Regions from separate parts of the Zea mays genome. Here region 2 is linked to region 1. A link is a contact called in public Hi-C data. All regions are on one chromosome and are shown on one strand. The core of a region is the stretch at or near the end of the contact, and the rest is flanking DNA. Distances in the headings are between cores, read along the strand shown.

Region 1 (6,379 bases), core at 1,058-3,557:
CTAAGCCCGAAATATCCAAATCTATATCCATTTAGCCCAAAACCTGTTACCCGAATAATTCCAGCAAATATCGAAACTGATTATTCGAATTTAGTTCGACCTAATTAAGTATTAACCTGCTATATCCGAAGTACCTATTTAACGCAGAAATTGCTTAGCAGGTCAAGGTCAGCAAGCAGCCAAGGGTCGTGTCCACGCCCGAGAGGCCGACTGGTCAAGACCGCATTGTTTATAAAATCGCTAAAAACTGGTGGTAAACCGATCTGTTTACGGTTTCGGTAAACCATCGGTTCTTTTTCAAAATTTGTTTGAAATTCAAAAGATTTAAAAAAATTCATAAAAACCGAAAACCACTGGTAAACCATTTTCAGGGATCGGTAAACTGTTATTTGAGACCGGTAAACCGCCAATTTTTGCTGGAAAACCGGATTTAATGCCAAAATTGAGTATTTAGTGGTCAATTTAGACTAAGTCTTGTTTACTATTATATGATATATGTGAAGATGTTATATGTTAAAAGTGAAGATAAACCCATAGCTCAAGTCCATTTTAGGCATTTAGTGGTCAATTTCGGTTTCATTTCCTGTCCAAGATGAAACCCGTAGATCAAGTAGTTTCGGTTCTTCTAATAACTATCCGTCTAGACAAGACTCAATCTAGAACCCTTAGCTCTAGTTCTTTTATATGTGTTCCTAAGATTTGCTTATCAGGAGAAAAGTCCAACACTTAGTGAGGTGCACATAAAATACACAAACACCAAACACACATACCGGTATGTTTTTTTGCTTTGTGGATAAATATTTATTTGCCATTCTTATTTTCTCGCTAATGTATCTTACATATTTTGTATAGACCTATCACTATCACTATAACGGATTGGAACAATATCACGATCCTTCCAACATACCTGAGTACTATCACTATGACTCGAGATAAACATGTGAGTATTGTGAAATAATTCGACTTATGTGTCGTTGCCTCGTTTGAGAGTTATAAAAGAACTTATATTTGAGTATTGTGAAGTTCGCTGATTGTTTGTTGCATGAGAGTTGGAGTTTGTGGTTGCATATGTATGCTATATGTTATTTTGGTGAATACATGTCGTGTGGATTAATTAATATTTAGTGTGCAATGTGAATTGAGCAAACTACAAATAAATCTTGTTAAAAAATTCACATTTTCCGTAAAAACAACAAAAACCAGTTAGTTTCGCGATTAACCGGCGGTTTAAAGCGATTTTTCACCGGTTTTTCACCGATAAACCGGTTCAAATTCAAATTGATTTGAATTGGTCAAACCAATCGATTTTTACCGGTTTACCGTTGGTAAACCGTTACCAGTGGGGGATAGTTTTTAACTCTGGAACGGTTTTGTAAACCGTAAGACCCGGTGCTGCTGCACTGTGCATGTGCTTATGTGTCGTGTGTGTGCTGCTGCTAGCCTAGGCCTACTGTGCCGTGTGTTGGTGTGTGTGGACCTTGTGTGTGACTGTAATTCCGACCCCATGGATTGGGAGCTAGCGTGGATTGTGTCTGTGTTAGAGATATCAATGGGGAATTCTTCACCGGGTTATAGTATCCCAGACCCATCCTTATCATATTTGATTTATCCTCATACTCATTCTCATACCTATCATGGGTGCAAAACTCATCCCATACTCATCCCCATTCGGGTTTCGGGTCCCCAATAGGTTCCCATCCCCAATTAAGGGATAACTAGGTACTAACAGTCAGTATAAACTATCCAGATTTCATATATCACTACATCGGCAAGCACTCATACATGAACCATGATCTATTCATCCATCCATCAAAAAAGAAATCAGTACTTCGGGACCAATAGAAGAAATGGAGAAATGGAATCTTCTTACCTTTCTTGGTCACCATCCGAGTTCGTTGGCGCCTGAGAATCTATGGTCGTCACCGTCATCCTAGGCTTCTAGCAGTCGGCGTAGTGTATGGCTGATTATTTTAGTGTTTTGTTTTTTTGCTATTCTGCTAGTTGCCTTGTGAGAGCCGGTCGGACGTGTGGACATTGGACAGTGGAGAGTGAACACTCGGTTGCTGTGTTGCTGTGTGTTTCGGTTCAGACTTTCAGTTTCACTGTTTGTGCCTTGGTGCTATGATTTTGTGTGTGTTGTTTGTCTCGGTGTTTAATATCGGGTAGTTTAATGTTATCCAAACCTGAACTCGAAATTGTGGGTAGCCAAAACTTCACGTTCAAGTTCGACTGATGAAAACCAGAAATATAAAAAAACCTCAAAAGCCCTATCCGAAAATTCGGTAAAGCCGAACTCCCAGCCTGACCTGGAGTGAGTCGAGCAGAAGCAGAGTTTGCAGTCTGAGAAGACCCCTGTGCTGTCCAGCCAACTTTTCCACCTCAGTCTTGGATGCCCCCCCTCCGCCGTCTAGATCTCCCCAACTCCTCCGTCCTCTTGCTTCCTGTCGTCGACCTCGGTGGCCGCCGCGAGCTGCGGGTGGTTCATCGCCGTCGACCTCGCCTCTCCGCTCCTTCTGCACTGCCTGTTACCGGCTTCCTGGTGGTCGACCGGTGCGGCGCGGGTCGTCAGTGAAGCTCCGACTATCCGGATTGACTCGGATCGACCTCTCCTCTCGTGGGTAAGCGACTCGAGCTTTGCCTCAGTTGGAGGTTGGAGTTCGCTGCTCGCCTTGTCCTTGGCGACCTTCCTGTCCCGTCTGCGCTGCGAGCGTTAAAATTCGATTTTTTTTTCTAACCCGGTTACCTGTGGACTCTTGAGCTGCGTGGTGTCCTAGTTATGGAGTCGAGAATCCATCTAAAATCTTGCCTAGGGTCTTCAGCGCCTCAAGCAAGGTTGCGGCCATGCCATTTTGGAGTCCATCTGGCGATATTAGCTGGCAAGGTTTAGGGAGGGTTTTGTGCTGTGCTGTGGAAAATTTGATGAGCGGCTGCGTGGACATGTGACAAGTACGTGGAAATAGACAGTGAAGAGAATTTAGCTTAAAATTGGTACAGGCCATGAACCAGGGAGCATAAGGGAAAAAAAGAGAGATAAGGCAGACAGAGCTTGTATTTCGTATTATCCCTAATAACTTGAGTTCATTTATGGGTAGAAACTGGCAAGTTCCAGGTAAAAAGTCAACTGTCCTGCTTTATTTTGTAACCTAGAACGACTTGTAGAATCTCCTACTTGTTAACTAGAGCGTTGGTTTGATTAAAATGTGTAGTTGTTTTTCATTTTTGGGTAACAAGTATATATATAGTTTTTCCCCATTTTTTTTATTTGTAAGCACCTCCATCAATATTTATTTTTACTTTGTATATGTTTTAATATTCTGTCCTTTAGTATGCACATGTAGTTTTAAACTTTGGATTCAACCTAGTGCAATATCAAGCAGTTTCTGAACTGTTGTTTGTCTTCGAAATAGTTTAATCTTCTATATATACATGTCTTTTTGTTATACAATATGGATTGTTGGTCAAGACACAAAAAAATGGTACTTTTGGCTGAAAGCCTGAAGGTTAAACTAAAATTTCCTTTTTCCCTGTGTTGTCCAGGTTTTTGGATTTTGATCAGTTATATCAGAGGAGTGCTTATGGATGATTTCATGGCTGTAGCTTGCTAGGCCCTGCTTTCCTGTTTGTACAGATACATCATGGCACCACGCAGTAGGCCTTCGTCTAAAAGGCCTCTCTGGTTCATCGTGTTGGTTGCATTTGTCTGTGCAGTAGCCATTGGAGCCTACCTTTATACTCCACGGCATTACACAGCATGTTATCTGGTACCATCAGAAGCCTGCAATTCTCGGCCTCCTCCAGAACCTGCTAGGGTATACACTGATGATGAGATCGCTGCTCGTGCTATCATGAGAGACATCATCCGGGCACGGCCAGTGCAGTCAAAGAATCCAAAAATTGCTTTCATGTTCTTGACGCCCAGTTCATTGCCATTTGAGAAACTGTGGGAAAAATTCTTCATGGTATGGTTTTTGCAGTATTTGCGAATTGCGAGTCGTAGCAAAATTGACTCAATGATTGTGTTTCATCATGTAGCACTAATATTCTCTCCTATTAGGAAAGTAAACTGTAAACAAACTCTATTTGACATACTATCTCATATAAGAACAAAGATATATCCATTGTTGCTTGCGCACCTGAGTGTGTATGCGTATCAAATCTAACCACTTGAGTTTTCTTTCAGGGACATGAAGACCGATACACCATATATGTGCATGCATCAAGAGATAGACCAATTCATGCAAGTCCAGTATTCTCTGGCAGGGATATTCGAAGTGAAAAGGTATCTAACTAGCATTGGCTTAAATCTGTACTATCCTCATTGATTTACGAAGAAAATATTTTCTAGCCTTCAGTATAATACACACTGATTTTGAAGAAAAAAATGTTTTGTTTTCTCTCAGAGTGCCGTCTCTAATGATTGTAGAACCCCATTCTTTAAACGGATGGATATAGTTTGTAGAGTACGTCCCGGGATTTATTAATGTTGTTGAACCATCACCTGTACATATCATGTCCAGTAGTACGTGCCTACAGCAACCGTGTCCAAGACTATTTTGAAGTCAATGTCAAAGTTTTAGCTATAGTTGTTGTAGGATCTAATTTTTCAATTTTCTCGCCAGGTGATCTGGGGCACAATTTCTATGGTTGATGCTGAAAAGCGGCTCTTGGCCCATGCCCTACAAGACCCTGAAAACCAGCATTTTGTCTTGCTTTCTGAGAGGTTAATCATTTTTCATTTGTTCTGTTCCCATATAAATTTGAGTGATAGGCCCCGTATCCTAACACTTTATTCTAATTGCAGCTGTGTCTGTGTGCCACTTCATAACTTTGATTATATATATAGTTATCTCATGGAGACAAACGTCAGTTTTGTTGACTGGTAAGTGAACATACTTACACAAAGCAAAACATTAACTTTCCCCCTTGTCAGAGTTGAGAAGATATTTGATTTAAGATATGCTTTTTTTAAATTATGTTTTTTTAATAAGAATTTTGCTTATAACATGCTGAATTATCTTTTTTTTCCCTCAGTTTTGATGATCCTGGTCCACATGGAGCAGGTAGATATTCTGACCATATGTTACCTGAAATTGTGAAGAAAGATTGGAGAAAGGGTGCACAGGTGATCATTTCATATGACTGATCGCTTGCCCTAGAAAGTGGAACTTTATGATTGTTTCATTTTTTTTTGTAGTGACTTTTTTTTTGGCTTCCAATAATCCTCTATAGTTCAAATTCGATTACTTATTACACCTGTTATGGCTTCTCATAGTTAACCTTGAATGTTTTCATGTATTCTTCTCTTGCAGTGGTTTACAGTGAAACGGCAGCATGCAGTTCTTATTCTTGCTGACACCCTTTACTATGGGAAGTTCAAGCGTTACTGTAAGGTGGTCCCTTACTCCCACACCCCCCAAAAAAAGAATTTCTAGGATACCTTGTCTTATTAAGAGCACCGTCAAGTTATTTTTCATATGTAACAAACAGACCTTTGGACACCTTGTCCCCCCCATTTTCCCTTGATATTTATGTCGTTGCTGATGTTGTGATTGCAACCGTACAGCCAGGAAATGAGTGGCATAACTGCTATTCAGATGAGCACTACTTGCCAACTCTCTTCAATGTAAGTGTTCAGAAGCTTGTAGACGACGGCCTTTTGTTCTCTTCGACCAGCCAGCAAAACAACATTTTATTTAGAAAAAAAAACGAACTACTGAACAACACTGCCCTTGCATTTGTGGCTTCAGATGGCTGACCCGACTGGAATTGCAAACTGGTCAGTGACGCACGTAGATTGGTCCGAAGGGAAATGGCATCCCAAAGTCTACAGGGCTGTGGATACGAGCTTCGAGCTGCTCAAGAACATCTCGGTAAGCTTGTTGGAGCCTTCAGAGAGAGAGAGAGACAGTTTGTTGCCTTTGGTGTTTAATCTAACGGTTTTGCCGATGCCCCGCAGTCCATTGATGAGAGCGTCCATGTCAGCAGCAACGCGAAGGTAAGAGTACTTCGATCCTTGGCTTTGCTTGCATTGGCCTGTGCCCAGTTACTGCCAGCCTAAACGGACGAGGTGTTGTTCCTGGGAAACTCTAACGCGCGCCACTGCATTGCCGTTGTCGCGCAGCATGTAGCGCAGAGGAGGCCGTGCGTGTGGAACGGCATGAAGCGGCCCTGCTACCTGTTCGCGCGCAAGTTCTACCCCGAGGCGCTTGGCAACCTGATGAACATATTCTCGAACTTCACCGTCATCTGAGCAGCTGAATGGAGGCAGGAACACAGCTAAGCAACTCTGTCGGATCAGAGTCCAGACGTCGCCAACTACCTGCTGCCGCAACTCTAGTAGATAGATTGCTGGTGATGGCTGCTGAGCTAAGGTTATTTG
Region 2 (6,379 bases), core at 993-3,492, 720 kb after region 1:
TATCAAGCATTCAAAGACAAAATGAAACACTGCAATTTCATCCAAACTGTATGTTCTAGCAGACTCATGGCCTAGGTTACGTCAAAAGTTCAATAATCTTTAGCAAAAATATAGCATTTGGTTCTATACACTTACAAATACCAGATTATTATATTATGCCTAAATCCTCCAAGGTTCATTATCATTTTATCAGAAGTGCTGTTATAAAGACGACTGCTCTGTAACTCTGTTCAATATTGGCCCCTTGAAGCTGTATAATGTTTGTTCCAGTATTTCATCAATTAGTTTGATGTGTACAGTGTAATGGGTACAAAATACCTAACATGTCTCGTTTCAGTAGTTTCTAGGATTCTTGTGCAGTTCATTTAGAAATTTTGTGAGAAAATTACAAAAGAGAATGTTTATCTAAAAATATATAGTTTTCTTAAAAAACAGCAGGCTATGCAAATATCGTTACTTATCCAGTCAAATGATCCTACTTGTGATCCAATTTCTTTAGTAGCAGGCATAGGCCCAGTGAAAAATGTTGCACACCCATAAGACACATCCAGATAAACCGTGGCAACACCGCAACACTCAGGAGCCAGGATACCATGATCAAGGTACATAGCTCTGGCAACATTGTTAGCCATATGTTCCTCCTCTCCAATAGCTGCAGCAGGTTCACAAGTTGAAGCATTCCAGCTGGAAACCGAGTCAAAATCTCTTATAGGTTGGGCTGCCTCGACTCATAGGGAAGACAACGGGCAACTAGCGCACGGCATCAAGGCTGCTTCCGACTCTGGCCATAACTCTTCATGATAGTGTTAAGGCCCATTAGGCCTGGCCCACTATCTATATGTATATAATAGTCCTTAGGGACTGGGTAATGACTATCAATTCTCAGGTTAGTAACATGGTATCATTTAACTCTGTTCAATATTGGCCCCTTGACTGCTCTGTAACTCTGTTCATTATCATTTAAGCTGTATAATGCGATGTAGATCATTCGCATACCCCTCCTCATCCACCGTGCCTACTTCCACCAAGCCCACACCCTTCAACTCGAGCAACAGGGAACCCAAGATGCCAACCACGCAACAATGGCAGCACATGCAAAGGGACCGAAACAGCTGACCTGAATTCCAGGGCCATGTCCACTATAGGGAAGTCGACGCCAGCAGCAAGCACTGTGGCTGGAAACCCGGGGTGTTATCAATACACCGAGATGCTTGTTTGGAATGTCGTGATCTATACCACAGATGCCCGCATGGGTTTCAGCTCATTGGTCGTATTGGCGGCAAGGTGGATTTGGAAACATATAAATGAGTGTCATTTTGTCTTTTTAAGGGCTTTCCACCTAACCTTGATGCCATCATGCGGGGCACTGGCATGAGCCAAGGGGCTCCATAGCATATGGCCATGATGGTCTCTCTTTTTTGGTCGCTGGTTTGCGTTACTGTTTGTTTGGCTAGTCCTTTCCACATTTATTATTTTGTCCCATTAGGGGTTGTACAAGTCATCATCATTTTCTTCTTAATATAATGATGCACAATTCAGTTCTCCTACATGTTCGGGAGAAGACAATATTCATCATCCGTTATTTTCTGAATTACGTTTCAGGTTATGGTTCATGGTACCTTTTTCCCTCGGATTCGCTTCCGTTACAAGTAAACCGCCTCAGTACATGACTTGCACTTCTGCACGTCTATTGAAGTGTCTATGGTTTCTTTTGTACTCAAACCGTAGATAATGGCGATGCATAAACTCGTCTCGACGTGGAACTATTCATGGGCGCAGCAACACCAATAGAGACACGGTCAATTTTAGTGTTGAGTTCAAAGAATTCTAGAATCTAGTCTTAGTGTCTTACACAAATGAATCCAGCCGTGGGTCTCAGAAAATTCGCCACTGGTGACAGGTGCAGAATGGAATCGTCCCAAATCCATCGACATCGATTTTTTTTTCATACTCCACAGCGAGTTAGGGTTGAGGCTCACGTTGGGGCAGAGGCGGACTCAATGACAGACATGGGTGTGAGTGTTTCACCAAGCAGGAAGGGAAGAAAAAGGACGGGCATACCTGGTGTGGTGGATGCCCGTCGACGGCAAAGGGTCCGCCGAAGACCTGGCCAGCAGGCGTGGGGCGGCGGCGGTCGCCCTAGTTGTCGCGCAGGGGAGGTCACTCAACGGGACTACTGGAGAGAGCAACAGCGAACAGCTGTGAACACCAGGAGGGCAAATTCCTCCGGTGCTGCTGGACCAATTTTCTTATTTTTTCTTCTTATTCTTATTTTCGTACAGGCATGACTACTGCACTAGGCTGACTCGTCGGTGAGATCGGCCCATGCCCCATGCCATGAAAATGACCGCTCTTTTTTTTCTTTTCCTTTTTCTTTAGCCATAACAATTGTTTTTTTATTTATATGTTCTCGTTTTGCTTCTCTAACTATTTTGGTTATTATATAACTCTTGCCATTAATGATCAGCTTTACACGATTTTTTGCAAGCTTTTCACCCCCTTTTTTGTCCCTAGCCTAGGGGTAAATTTGCATTCTTAATTATTTTATTAATTTTCTATTTCACATATACTATGAGCATTTGTATCCATAGACCATAACTTTAACATTTTTCTTGTGATGTTAGAATGTGTTTTTCTCGTGCTGTTGGAAGAAATTTTCTTGTGATTGATGCTAAAACAGTTTTTCCTAAACATGAAATATTTTGATCATGGAATTTTTTCTGGTTAAGCAATAAAGTTTTCTTCACAAAAAAATATAGCACGTTATTATTTTAAGAACAGTTCTCTTCTTAATAATAGGATAATTTGTTTCTCAGTTAGCACGTTTTTATCGTAAAAGTATAACGCTTCTCTCGTTTTGTTTTTATGTAGAAATATTAGAAATACCGTAATTGTTGTAAATATTAGAAGTCGTTAGGATCGATCAGCTGTTGGAGGACGGATAACTATATATAGAAAATCGATAAGATATAGCAAGCAAACACTAAGACCCCGTTCTAAACCTCTAGAGCTAATTATTAGCTAGCTAACAAGTTATTAATTAGGTTGAGACAGCTAACAACTAATAGTTATTTGAGAAGTATAACTAATAATTAGTTGTTCTATTCGCTTCCAAACCTCTCAATTAATTTTAGCTACTAATTATTAGTTTTGAGGTTTGGAACATGACTTAAAATCCATCATCAGACATTCTGTAACTTTACTCTTTTGCATTAAAGTTAACATGATGCCAAATCATATTTACAAAGTTTTACCTTAAAAACAATTGAAGGATACCGAGTTCACAAAATTGGAGTGACAATGAATAATATTAGATGGCAAATAAAATTAATAACACCTCAATTCAGTGTATATCTAATGGTTTAACGCATTCGTGTGACATTAGTCAAAATCATTGCACCATGCACACAGACAAAGTAAAACCAATACTTCAATATTTATATCTGTGTTTGTATCCATATCTATATCTATATCCATATCCATACCCATATCTATATCTATATCATCTATCATCTATATCTTATGTATATATCTATATATCTTGTAATTTTTAATATCCAATAATATCTTATATTGGCATGCATATTGTCCACGTTGGCATCCACTAGCACATGCGGTTATTTGTTTATTCAATCTTTTTTCACATCATTAATCAACATCATTTAGTTATGTACATCGAAGTCCACATCATCATCCACTATCATGCATTATGGCATTTCCTTATCCATATAAGTAAATATAAGTGATATAATTTATATATGGTCCATGCAACAATGTGTGGGGTATCTTTGTAGTTGTTTTTTATGTGGTGAGATAAGTAAGCCTTTGGGTTAGATTGTTAACGACCACTAATTGATAGTTATTGTCTCACGCATAGAACTTGGATGTACATCGTGAAAACCTTGAGCATGCCTAACGTTGAAGCACCGTGATTATTTAAAATCAAATTGCTGATAAAAATAATGAGGTAAGATCTAAAACAAGCATAGCATAAGAAGTGGATCGTCACAACACAAAATTAATCTAAAAACACATGCATTAAGACATGTTTCTAAATAAAATATATTTATGTATGAAAAAGTAGGACAACATTATTGTTATATAGCAATAATAACATGACTGATGTATCCGATAAATCGATATGTGCAACGACCATAATTATTCAAACATAAAAAGTCAACAAGAACATTGCATTGCTATATTATTACGCGTTCCATGTCTCAATGAAGCATACCTATGCAACCATCTTTCTGACAAACACACCATATCTCTGCCACATATCAGGTGCAACCAAATCAATAGTGGTGGGAGGACCTGGGCGCTGGCTGCCGACGCCGGTGGTGGTGACCGACAATGTGGCGGCCTAGCTGGTGAAAGTCAAGCACTGACCACTATAGATGAGCATGCAGCCCGTAGCCTGGCACGAGGCCCGGTTTTTTGGCCCGGCCCAAGCACGACACGGCCCGTCTGGTTTCGTGCCCGTGCCGGCCCGGCCCGGTAGACCAGGCCGTGCTTGGGCTGCCGGATGCGCCCGCCGGGCGGCACGGCCCGGTCCGCTAGGAAAAGCAGGCACGGAGCCGGCCCGGTTCCAGGCGAGGGGCATATCCGCCCGCCCCTCCCCACCGCCCGTTCAGTCCCCCAGTCCCTAGTTCCCCACGCCACGCGATTTGCTCCGCAGCCTCCGCCCTCCGCTCGTCCGCTCACCGCTCCCTCCCCATTCTCCGTCAACGCCGAGCCGTCGCCACTGCCGTTGCCGGATCTCCGTCGTCGACCGACGAGATCTCCTCTCTGCCTCTCTCCAGTCTTCGTCACTCGGTGACGCATCGGCTCTCCATTCCCCAATCTGTAACCCTAATCCCCTTTCCGGCTTTCCCTCACCTCTCCGGTGACGCATCGGCTCTCCACTGCCGGATCTCCGTCACCGGCGACATCTGCACGCTTGTTCTGTGCGGCTCACCCTCTCCGCTCTCCCTCCCCAATCCCCTCGCTCGTCGTCGTCGTCGGCGGTCGTCGGCTTGTCGCGCGTCATCGTCCCCTAGACCCTCGTCTCCGGCTCCGGGCTCCGGCTTGGCAGGTACGTGTACGTCCCTCTCCGGCTCTCCCTCCCCAATCCGACAAACCCTAACCCTAATCCCTTGCTTGGTAGGTCGCCGGCCGACTACGCCGTGGTCGTGCTGGTGCCGCCAGTGCCGTTGAGGTACGGTGCCGAGAGGGGGGCCGGGCATGGATGACGACGACGACAATGGCCGGTACCCTAGAACCATCAACGACGAGCTCGTTGAGTTAGGGCAGCTTCCCGATGACGTCGACGACATGGGAGATGCTGCTGCTGCCTTATTCGGTATCGGTAGCAGTCATGGTGCCGGCGACCTGGAGGGGACAGCTGCCGGGCCGGTTCCGGTTAGTGATGCTGCTGGCTCTAACGAACTTGATTCATTGACTTCTTCCAGCACTGGTAAGCGTCGATCTGCTGTTTGGGATGACTTCACTGAAGTCACTGAAAACCGTAATGGTAAGAAGGTGCGCATTGCTGGTATTTGCAAATTTTGCAAGGCTCGGTTGAGTGCTAGTTCTAATGCTGGCACTGGACATTTGCTTAGGCACCAGAAATCATGTAAAAAGAAGTCTGATCATGCTGCTATGGTTCAAACTAGACTAGCTTTGAACCCTGATGGGTCTTTTAGAAACTGGGAATATGATCCTCAGGTGGCTAGGACTGAGCTTTGTCGTTTGATTGCTAGACTTGATCTTCCTTTAGGGATAGCTGACACAGATGCTTGGGATAATTACATTCAACATGCTCACAACCCTAGATATGTTAGGGTATCTAGGTTTACAACTGCTAGAGACTTGGCTAAGCTATACAATGAAAAGCTAAAGAACTTAAAAGATGATGTTTTTCCTGGTGTGTCTTCTATTTGCTTGACTTCTGATATATGGTCTGGTAATGCCAAGGAAGACTACATTACTGTTGTTGCTCATTTTATTAATGCTGATTGGGAGTTAAAGAAGTGTGTGATAGGCTTTAAATTGATCCAAGTGTCTCATAATGGTGTTAACATTGCTGAACGCATTGCTTGTGTGATTCAATACTTTGGCATGATTGATAAAGTGTTCTCTGTTACCTTAGATAATGCTTCTTCTAATTCAACTGCCATGCTCACATTGTCACCTATGCTTGCTGGTTATTTGGGTGCTGATGTTGATCCAACAGATACTAGTAACAAAACATATAGTGTGCTTCATCAGCGTTGTGCCTGTCACATTATTAACTTGATAGTGAAAAGTGGCTTGAAAAGGCTTAAGGATTATTTAGATGTGTTTAGGACTGCTATTAATTTCTTAAACTCTTCTAACCAGAGAATTGGTTCATTTAGTA

The links. Hi-C and Micro-C count contacts between places; a contact is called where the count stands out from the background.
Region 2: a contact with region 1 is called in a Hi-C map of tassel, with 2.7 times the contacts expected there. The contact joins the promoter of LOC103629598 here to the promoter of LOC100276287 in region 1. A contact is called at or near these places in 2 of 25 Hi-C or Micro-C datasets (ear and tassel).

The regions. Positions count from the first base shown.
Region 1 is chr6:96,698,000-96,704,378 of Zm-B73-REFERENCE-NAM-5.0, forward strand. LOC100276287 reads left to right here and starts at 2,308. Exons shown (of 11, transcript NM_001150112.2): 1 at 2,308-2,618; 2 at 3,538-3,959; 3 at 4,181-4,279; 4 at 4,620-4,720; 5 at 4,802-4,879; 6 at 5,032-5,122; 7 at 5,310-5,390; 8 at 5,564-5,623; 9 at 5,748-5,870; 10 at 5,957-5,995; 11 at 6,122-6,379. The coding sequence starts at 3,636. The coding sequence ends at 6,250.
Region 2 is chr6:97,416,717-97,423,095 of Zm-B73-REFERENCE-NAM-5.0, forward strand. It overlaps LOC103629598 (E3 ubiquitin-protein ligase BRE1-like 1), which reads right to left and starts at 2,243. Exons shown (of 18, transcript XM_035960011.1): 1 at 2,062-2,243.